Regions from separate parts of the Mus musculus genome. Here regions 1 and 3 are each linked to region 2. The links are chromatin contacts, called in public HiChIP or PLAC-seq maps. All regions are on one chromosome and are shown on one strand. The core of a region is the stretch at or near the end of the contact, and the rest is flanking DNA. Distances in the headings are between cores, read along the strand shown.

The links. HiChIP or PLAC-seq counts read pairs in DNA pulled down with a chosen protein or histone mark.
Region 1: an H3K4me3 HiChIP or PLAC-seq map of bone marrow-derived macrophages shows a contact between it and region 2, with 4 times the contacts expected there. The contact joins the promoter of Map3k6 here to the enhancer-like site in region 2. A contact is called at or near these places in 4 of 39 promoter capture datasets (3T3-L1-derived adipocytes, cranial neural crest, hippocampal neurons and 1 more), 3 of 115 datasets of contacts at active chromatin or transcription factors (bone marrow-derived macrophages, embryonic forebrain and embryonic stem cells) and 3 of 9 other capture datasets (adipose tissue, liver and pancreatic islet).
Region 3: a contact with region 2 is called in an H3K27ac HiChIP or PLAC-seq map of double positive thymocytes, with 2.6 times the contacts expected there. The contact joins two enhancer-like sites. A contact is called at or near these places in 2 of 39 promoter capture datasets (hippocampal neurons and pre-B cells), 7 of 484 Hi-C or Micro-C datasets (cerebellar granule neurons, cerebellum, cerebral cortex and 2 more) and 16 of 115 datasets of contacts at active chromatin or transcription factors (T-cell acute lymphoblastic leukemia, VIP interneurons, astrocytes and 9 more).

Annotation. Positions count from the first base shown.
Region 1 is chr4:133,238,970-133,242,186 of GRCm38.p6, reverse strand. It overlaps Map3k6 (mitogen-activated protein kinase kinase kinase 6), which reads right to left and starts at 1,369. Exons shown (of 29, transcript NM_016693.5): 1 at 756-1,369. The coding sequence starts at 1,098. It also overlaps the pseudogene Fcnc-ps.
Region 2 is chr4:133,091,056-133,094,097 of GRCm38.p6, reverse strand. No RefSeq gene overlaps it. Among named protein-coding and RNA genes, the nearest start is that of Gm26615, 9.1 kb to the right of the region's middle. Within about 2 kb of position 1,532, at least 183 of the 459 cell types and tissues checked have an H3K27ac peak or open chromatin away from gene starts, as enhancers often do. A contact at or near this core is called in T-cell acute lymphoblastic leukemia, VIP interneurons, astrocytes and 12 more, where this site is marked.
Region 3 is chr4:133,296,569-133,299,490 of GRCm38.p6, reverse strand. Wdtc1 (WD and tetratricopeptide repeats 1) reads left to right here. Exons shown (of 16, transcript NM_199306.4): 13 at 1,836-2,071; 14 at 2,898-2,922. Among named protein-coding and RNA genes, the nearest start is that of Tmem222, 20 kb to the right of the region's middle. Within about 2 kb of position 1,615, at least 95 of the 459 cell types and tissues checked have an H3K27ac peak or open chromatin away from gene starts, as enhancers often do. A contact at or near this core is called in T-cell acute lymphoblastic leukemia, VIP interneurons, astrocytes and 7 more, where this site is marked.

The DNA.
Region 1 (3,217 bases), core at 120-2,619, 150 kb before region 2:
TCTGACCGGGTCAGCCTTCATTTTTAAGCTACAATTTAGCAGATGTCCAGGATACAAGGCTCTCTGACTCGGAGATAAACAAATAGGGATGAGGTGGAGCATCCGGTAGGTGGGAAAGAGAGGAATAGCTATCTTCCGACCTCACCCTTGGACTCCCTGTATCTCCTCTAGACCCACCCCTGCCCCACCCATTTTCTTTCGACTCCTAGTCTCCAAATACAATCCCTTTCTCCTATAATCCAGTCCCGAAGAGTTGCCTCAGTACTTCCTTTCCCGCCCCTTTAGTCCCATGTGGGATGTAGTATGCTAGGACTTATCAACCCCAATCCTGCAGAGATGGCCCCTTGCCATAGACCGAACTTCCGTCTCAGGCCTGATTCACCCTCAAAAGTCCAACGTGAGATCATCCTGAAAAAGAGTTCTCCCGCTTACGCAGGGAAGCGCAGCTCTGCCCCTCCCTCAGCCCCGCCCCTCCCCAGCCCCGCCCTTAGAGTTCGCCTGCTCCGCCCCACCTGCTTGGCACCACGCTCACCGAAAGATACTTAAACTCCGGAGCCAGGCCTGAATCCCCAGATCCAGCCTCAAGCCCATCACATCCATAATCCACTAAATGCCCTGTCGTTACTGCCTTGTCTCAAGTTCGGCTTTAGTTTACCGTAAATTCCCTAGACCTGGTACCCACACCCGCCCCGTCAGGGTTCTAAAGCTCCGCCCCTTGCCCCGCCCAGACTCAAGCCCCGCCCCGAGACGCTCACCCGCGTTGTAGAAGGAGTCCAGCGCAGCGGTGTCGCCTAGCGCCAGCGTCGCAAAGGGTAGGCTGCGTAGCTGCGGGGGTGGCCGTGTGCCCTGGAGCTGAGCGCAGGCCTCGCGCAGGCATCGCAACGGCAGCGGCTCTGCCTCGGTTCCCGACCCGGGCTCCACCCCGAGCCCCGGCTCCCGGGTCAGCACGTAGACCACACTGAGAGGCCGGCTCCGCGCGCAGCCCCGACCCGTGACCGCAGGAGACGAGCGGCCCCGGCTCAGCGCCTCCGCCAGCGGGTCCTGCCAGCAGCTGCCCGCCCGTTCTAGAACCCCGGCCCCAGGACATGGCCCCGCCATGCGGGGGCGCTCAAGCGCGGGGCCCCGGGCGCGGGGAACCCGGGACAGGGCACGAGGCTGAAGGTGTGGATCCAGTCGGGATCCGGAGATGGGCTGGACGTCCTGTTCCGGAACTCTTAAGTCCAGAAAGACTTCTTTGCTCAATCTTTCACGGTCCTTACAGATCTGCAATCCAGGACTGGGTTCTGGGAATCTGGGGTACCCAGTAATCCTCGGCTCACAGGTCACAGAAGAGTCCTGGGAAGTCAACCGGCAGCGTGCTACACCCAGACTTCTCAAGGGAGCGCTGGCAGTCACTCTGTCCTGCCCTCACATGTAGGCTGGGCCCAGCCCTTTCCCGACTGGGAAAGGCTCCACCCTCGGCCCTGGGGCAATGAGGCTCCCCAGCGGCTCTCCCTCCCTCCTCTCCGGCTAGAACCTCTGACACTGTCCACTTCCGGAACAGCCTGTGCCCCTATTCGGGCCAAACACTGTTGACTGCTTACTGCAAGCGCTCGTAAGACGTGTGCCCAGCCCAGGGATAGGAAACAGGACAGCCCCGCCCTGCAGGGACCTGGTAAATGAATGGACACTGGGCGGGGGAAGGACGGGGGAGCAAAACATTGTGTAGGCGGCACATGTAATGTTCCTGCTGGTAGGGGTCAGAATGTTGACAAGCGCTTTCCTCAGAGCCTCTCTTGCAGTGAAACCTTGTGGACCTTATTGGTCCACCCGAAACTTGACCATGGAGCTGAAAAGCACTTCTACGGTAAACTTCCTATCTACCCTTTGAAGGAACTCCAGAAGTCTCCGCTTTTTGGGTTACAAGGTTATCCCGGCTTCAAATTCACCAAGAAGCTTTAACATCATAGTATGAATCTAAGTTGCTATAAACCTTAGAGGGCCCTGAACTTAGAAATGAGACTTTGAGACTCTGAGGTTAGGGCCATGTTTCATAATCGTTTATTATGGTAGGGCTTGGGCATGAGAGACAGCACAGCTGTAAAGACCACTTGCTGCTCTTTCAGAGGGCCCTGGTTTGGTTCCCAGCACCCACATGGTGGCTCACCATCATCTGTAACTGTAGGCCCAGGGGAGTCCTGGCACTCTCCTGACCTGCATAGGCGCCCAGCACATACATGGTGCACATATATAATTACAGGCAAAAGATGCACATGAAATAAAACTAAAACTTTATAAAAATAATATGTTGGGGCTTTGGACAAATGGACCTTTCAACAAACGGTAGGAAGCCTCTGTTTCACAGCCTTCTTGTCTCATGGAAGGAAAAAAATATATCTTCCTAGGTTTGAACCAATGGGATAGACGAGCAATAGAAAGGGAGAATGTGGCCCATTACAGAGGTTTGGGTAGAAAACACACTTACAAGAAACAAATGGGAACCAAGTGGTGGTGGCACATGTCTTTAAGCCCAGCACTCAGGAGGCAGAGGCAGGTGAATCTCTGAGTTCAAGGCCAACCTGGTCTACAGAGTTTCCAGGACAGCCAGGGCTGCTGAGTGAAACCCTGTCTCATAAAATCAACCAACCAACCAAACAGCAAACAAAGAGTGAGAGAAAGCTGTCCTCAGATGCATCCACTTTGGGCTTGGGGGCCCAGGAGGATTGCGAGTGGGTGGTTGAATCTCTCACCTCACTGCCCCCTAGCATTTCTTGCATCCTTCTAGGATCTGAAGCCCGGAGAAGTCCTACCCATTCGTCTTCCTGATTAGAAGTTCTTCCTTGAATGGAACTGAAGCTTGTGTCCCTGCCCTGTTTTCTATAGGTTTTCTCCTGAGTAAGAAAAGATTTGTAAAGTGTTACAAAGTGGCCCTGCAAGCAGAGGCAGTTGGCAGTGAGGTGGCCAAGGGATGGAAGCTGTAAGGAGTGACGATACCGACAATCGAGTGCTCTAGCAAAGCATTATGTGTAATCCCACAGTAGGGGTGACCCATGCCTTTTTCTGAGGTCCAGTCAATGCCATACATGTGGGCAGTGGTCTCAGATGCAGCATAATGCCCCTTGAGATTGGTTCAGTTGCAGGATCCGTACAACCCAGCACCAGGGACAGTTACTGCACAGTTGTCCCATCTTGAATAAGGCTCTGCACCATCAGTGGTAGAAGTCTTTCCACTGGGCTG
Region 2 (3,042 bases), core at 283-2,782:
TCCTCCTCTTCTTCCTTTTCCTCCTCCTTCTTCCTCTTTCCTGTTAACCACTCCACGGAGATGTAGGCCTCTTCCCCACCCCCCTTCTCACTGTCGTCCATCTGTCTATCCCTCCCTCTCACAAACAAGAGCTGAGCCCCTCTATCCCCGGGTCCTCAGAGATGCAGATACCACCTCAGCCAGCAGATAAACCAGGAGCCAGGCTCCCAGACATCAGGCACCCCACCGTTGGCTGGGGGCCTAGATCCAGCCACATCCCTGCAACGTGGTTCTCCTCGCTCATTCCCTAGGCAATGCTGCAAGCCGAAAGGGTCCTGGGAACTCATCTACTGCAGCTATCAGGATGAAAAAACCAGAGGCCCAGGGCAGCCCAGGAGCCCACAGCAGCTCCACTTTGAAGCTGACAATATGGGCCTGCTTAGGAGGCAGCTTTTTGGCTCTCTGGATCCTGCTGACAGCTGTGTTCTCAGCAGCAGCTGGAATGTTGGTAGGAGCCTGTCTGGCCTTTGCACCCTGACTCCCCAGGGCAGAGCCAGGTGGCCCTGGTGGGGGCCCAGTGGGGAATGGGGATGGTTCTGAGTGCTTGGTGAGGGCATGGGATCCCAGGGAGAAGATAAGGGAGGCAGTGCTGGGTCTGAAGACTGAATCAGAAGCGCTGATTCATCTCAGCTCTGCTGGGCACTGGCTGGCCAAACCTGCCTTTTCTTTTCTCTCTTTCCTTTAACTTCTTAAAACAGATTTATTTTATGTGTATGTGTTTTCCTACACGTATGCCTGGGTACCATATGCATGTCTTGTGGCCACAAAGGTTAGGAGAGAACATGGGCTCCCCAGGACGTGGAGTGACAGGTGGTTGTAAGCTGCCACATTAGTGCTAGGAACTCCTGACCTCTGAGCCATCTCTCCAGCATCCCCTTTTCTTCTTATTTAACAAAGGTGGGCCTTGAACTCGTTGCAATCCTCCTGCCTCGGCCTCCTAAATCCTGGAATTACAAGGCATGAGTCAACATGCCGGCTTGGATCTGTTTTATTTTTAATGAAATGCCATTACCAAATTACCAATGCAGAATGAAAAAGATTTGTCAATGGAGGCAGCTGTACAAAGGTGAGAAATATTTATTTGGGGGCTGAAAAAGCTGGAGTCCACAGAGTGAGCCTATATGTCCCTCCTGTTGCCTTTGTTGAATTGCAGACAAAGACTTGTCCAGTCCAGACTGTTCATTTGCTAAAGGGGGAAACGAGACCAGAGATGGGGAACAAGTTGCTCAAGGTCACACAGCCATTATGGGACCAATGTGGGCCCAGAGCCCAAGCTGTACACAAGGTCCCCTGCCCAGCTGCATCACTTGCTCATTCAGCCCCTCAGCGAGTGGGCGCAGCTTCCTTCCTGCCGCCCTGCCCGCCGTCTGCCACGTTGGCAGCCGCCTGAAGCCTTCTCGCCCCTGCTGCTGCCGCCACTGCTGCTGCTGCTGCGGCGGCGGCATCGGCGGCCGAGACCAACCAGCCGCGAGTTTGCCCAGAGCAGCCAGGGCTGCCTGAGCCTGAGCTGGGGCAGGGCTGACTGATTCTGCCAGATGGGAGGGAGAGAGGCAGCCAGTGGAGGGAGGGAACCAGAGCTGAGCTCTTCTCTACTCTCACCAGCCAAGGGAGGGAGGTAGAAGGCTGCAGTTGGGGGCTAGGAGGCTACAGTATGTGACCATGAGGTTCAGACATCTGGGTCAGTCCCCGTAGGAGCATGGACATGCACATGTGTGCAGGAGCGCGCGCGCACACACACATGCACACACACACACTACCCTGAAGAATTGTATTGGGGTGAATCAATTTCCTTCAAGTGTGCAAATTCTCCTCTGCCCACTTCTTATACTCCACTTCCTCCTCCTTCTCCTCTTTCTCTTCTTTCTTCTCCACCTTTCTTCTCCTCCACCTTCATCTCCCTCTTCTTCCTCCTCCCCCCTTCTCCTTTTTCTTCTTTTTCTTTTGTTTTTCTCAAGACAGGATTTCTCTGTGTACTCAGAGATCTGCCTGCCTCTGCCTCCTGAGTGCTGGGATTAAAGGCGCGTACCACCACCACTCAGTTCAAGTGTGCAAGTTCTGCTGTGTGTGTATTTGTGCAGCTCAGAGAGCTACTGTGTGTTTGAATAAGCACTAGAGAAAGCTGTGCATGTCCTGAGTTTGAATCCTGGCTATGAACACAGAAATGCTGTGTCTAATTGTGTGTAACCCCAAACCCGTGAGTACCGTTTCATTGGCAAGGAATCCAGGCATTTTCAAGGGGGTTGGTACATGTGCCTATGTGTGTGCCATGTCCGGGTGTGTCAGGCATGCCTGTGAACTTGTTACAGTCAACAGGAGACTAATGAAGTAATTATGAACAAGGCATAGTGGGGATGTCTGCTTTAAGAGATGCTGTGTGAGGCTGTGGTTTGGTAATCTGTGTCTGGGGAGATACCGGGGAGCTGTGTGGGCTGGACCAAATGTCCAGGGGTAGGCACGCAAGCATGTCTGTGGCTATTGATGGCTGGTGGCACAGGGGAACAGCATGTGTCTGTATATATTTGGCTGTGTTGTGTGAGAGATTAGGGGAGAGTGTGGCAGTGATGGCAGTGGTGGGGATGATTGGTGGCGCTGTGCGGGGGGGGGGGGCGACGACACTGCTTGGTGTTTGCGCTTGTTTCTCTGGATGGCAGGGCCTGTGTGTGCCTGTATGCATGAGTCTGTACGGGCTGTGTGATAGAAACCACGTGGGGCTGTGGTGAGCTAAGCTTACATGGGGAGAGAGCCGATGCCTGGGTTTGTATTTGTCTGTGCAACCGAGGTCAGATGAGCTCCTATGTCCCGTGTGCACAGGTGGTCACTGTGTCCAACCATATGTCTTTGTGTGCTTCAGGTTGCCTGAACGTGCACGGGAGGAGGACAGGATGGGAGGACTTGAGTGTGTGCCTGTGTGGGCCCCTTTAACGTGGCAAGTCTAAGAAATGTCGGCCTTCTTGGCAGCAGATCTGGGCTTGGTTCCACTGGGGGTGTCTGCAGAGAGGGGCT
Region 3 (2,922 bases), core at 366-2,865, 210 kb before region 2:
TAAACTCTCTGGCATAGTTCGGCATGAAATAGGAAAGATGCAGGAAGCAGTAAGTCTTGGAAATGGTCAGGTATAGTGCTGTGGGTTACCAAGAAGAGTTGAGTCACCTCAGCTCAGGATCAGGGAAGCCTCAGAAAGATGTCGTGTCTGAATGGGCTCTAAATGTGGGCAGCTCAGACAAGGAGATGAGGGGGAGGAGAGGACTGTGGGGAAGGACACTGCAGGGAGAGGAAATGGTGTGAACAAAGGCGTGGGGGCGGGGGACTGACTGAAGAGCCTGCCTCAGAACAGCAAATCCATTTGGCTGGAGCAGAGGGTTCTGGAAAGGACTGGCAGGGGATGAGTCTGTGAGGTAGCCTGGGGCTTGCCTGGAAAGGGCTTGGAATGCAGAGGGTGGCATTTGGCCTTGATTCAGTGTGTGATGGGCAGCTACTGGAGAGCTTTGAGCGAGGACGTGCAGAGGGCTGTCTTTTCAGGGAGATTGATCTGGCAGTACATCTAGGATGGGTGAGCCCTGGGGCCAGCCTGCTCTTTTTTTTTCCCCATCCCCACATGCCTGCCAGTGACCCCTAGAATGTCACGTTCTGTCCCAGGCCAGCCTCCCCAGGGCTACCATCTGCTCCTGGAAACAGACCACCCTCTGGTTCCTGGCTGGTCTCTGGTCTGGCTCTTGCTAGGAGCTCAGAAAGGGGCACCTTGCAGGCAGTAACTGGGTTTCCAAACAGCGCCTGCTCCTTCGTCATAGGCACTCGTTCTGACGCAGAGCACACCATCAAAGCAGCTCTGCTTCCTGCCTGCCCCACATTGCTTAGCTGTCGGTTAGAGTCTTAAGTGGCTACTCCAAGGGCTGGGTGCTCCTCCTGACTGTATGGCGAGAGAGGTCAGGAGACACCTGTGACCTGTGCCCTTGGTGAAGGGACCCTTGGCATTAGTGAGTGCTGCTTGCTGTAAGCATAGTAGACCCACCCCAGCCCAGTAGGAAGCGGGGAGGTTCAATCCCCAGCATTGAAAATACAAACATTTACAGGTTTCTAAAGGGGAAAGTGACTCTCATTGCTGCTTGGCTGTACAGATGAGAAACCAAATTGGGTTTCTGGCAACAGGGAGGTGGGCCTGGAAAAGAGGGCGTCTCCCTCTACCCCTCCAACAGAAAGCCTACACTCCCCTTTATCCATACTTGTCCATTGGAGAAAAGAGTAGAGAGGATTTGGAGCTCCTGGTGTGCACAGCCCCCTCACCATCAGCTTCCAGAGAGCTGACTTTGCCAGACAGTCAGGCCCCATCCTCCAGCCCCAGGAGGTGGAGGCCACAGCTGCTGCAGATCAGTCAGCCAGGACAGAGGGGGGTCTGGCTGAGGGCATGCTGGTCAGACCCTGAGTCCCTGGCCTAACACTTCTGGCTTCTCCAGGCCACAGAACTGTCCTTGAGGGCCCCCTGCCTTGGACATAGCTTTGAAGACCAGCAGGGGGATTTGAGGAGGTGGATGAAGGAAAAGAGAAGGAGGGCTTGGGGAGTCTGCGGTGGGCAGGATGCCAGGCCTTCTGCTGCAGAGCTGCGGGTGCCTGAGGTGAACAGTGCACAGTTGCAGCCTACGCCCAGCAGAGGGCAGCCCGACACTGCTCTTTACTCGCCAAGCCTCAGGCTCCTGGCTTGAGCCTCAGCTTACTCCTGCTCCCAGGGAGGGAGCAGTGGGCTTCGCCAAGGCTTCATCTCCTTATCTCCTCACCCTGAGGGTTGTCAGAGATGGCCTAGAAGTAGCCACAGAAGATGGTGGGAACCTTGTATCTGCCACAGGGCCTCTCTCACCTCTAAGCTATGTTCCTGTACCTTCTCAGGGACGGGGACCACTATGATGCCCTCCGGGACTGCCTCAAGGCCATCTCCCTAAACCCTTGCCACCTGAAGGCACACTTCCGTCTGGCCCGGTGCCTCTTTGAACTGAAGTATGTGGCCGAGGCTCTGGAGTGCCTGGATGACTTCAAAGGGAAGTTCCCAGAGCAGGCCCACAGCAGTGCATGTGACGCATTAGGCCGGGACATCACAGCTGCCCTTTTCTCCAAAAGTGATGGTGGTGAGTGTGTGCCCAGGAGACGCAGCTGTCCGTTCCCTACCCAGAAAGGCCCTGGCGCTTTGATCTAGAAGCCCTGGTTTCAGATGCTGATTATGAAACTCCATGGACTTAAGACAGTCTGACCCCTGAAACTCACTTTTCATGGCTGAAGAAGGAGACGGTCAGCATCTCCCAGTGAAACTCTGTTGAAAGTTAATGTTAGCATTCAAGGCACCAGGTAGAGCCCAGTCAGGCTGTGTGAGCTCTAGCTGGGCCTTCCCACCTGTCCCCAGACGGGCCTTGGCAGAGCACACTGGGCAGAGGCAAGTGCTGTTTGTTGTCTTTGTCTCAGTCTGGCCATGGGCAGCAGGCATGGTGTCTAGGACAGTGCCTTAGTTCTCAGCTTAGCTCTACCAGGTCGAACTGTGTGGCCATGGATCCAGCACAGCCTCCAAACCGGTCTTGTCTGCAAAGGGCACACCAAGCCTTCCCAGTGCCTCTGTAGATTTGTAGGACGAGCTGGGTCATGGTGACCAACTATGAGAGTCTCCAACTATGAGAACTATGTGGGATAGATCTCACTGGAGGCAGATAACTAGCCACGGGATTCGCTCATTCCATGAGTAGTGTTCAGGCTGACGCCAGCGATGCAAATTCCTACGGACTTCTCTTAGTTCTTGGGAGTAAACCTGGGGGCAGATGGCCTGGCATTGCCTGGTCTGGGTTGGAAACTGTAGCACAGGGGTAGAGGAGACACTGAGGGGGGGGGAGGGAAGGGAAGCCTCCCACCTCCCTCACATCTCTCCTTCCTCACCTCTTTCTCATCTCTCCTTGCTTTCGGCCCCAGAGGAGAAGAAGGCAGCTGGTGGTGG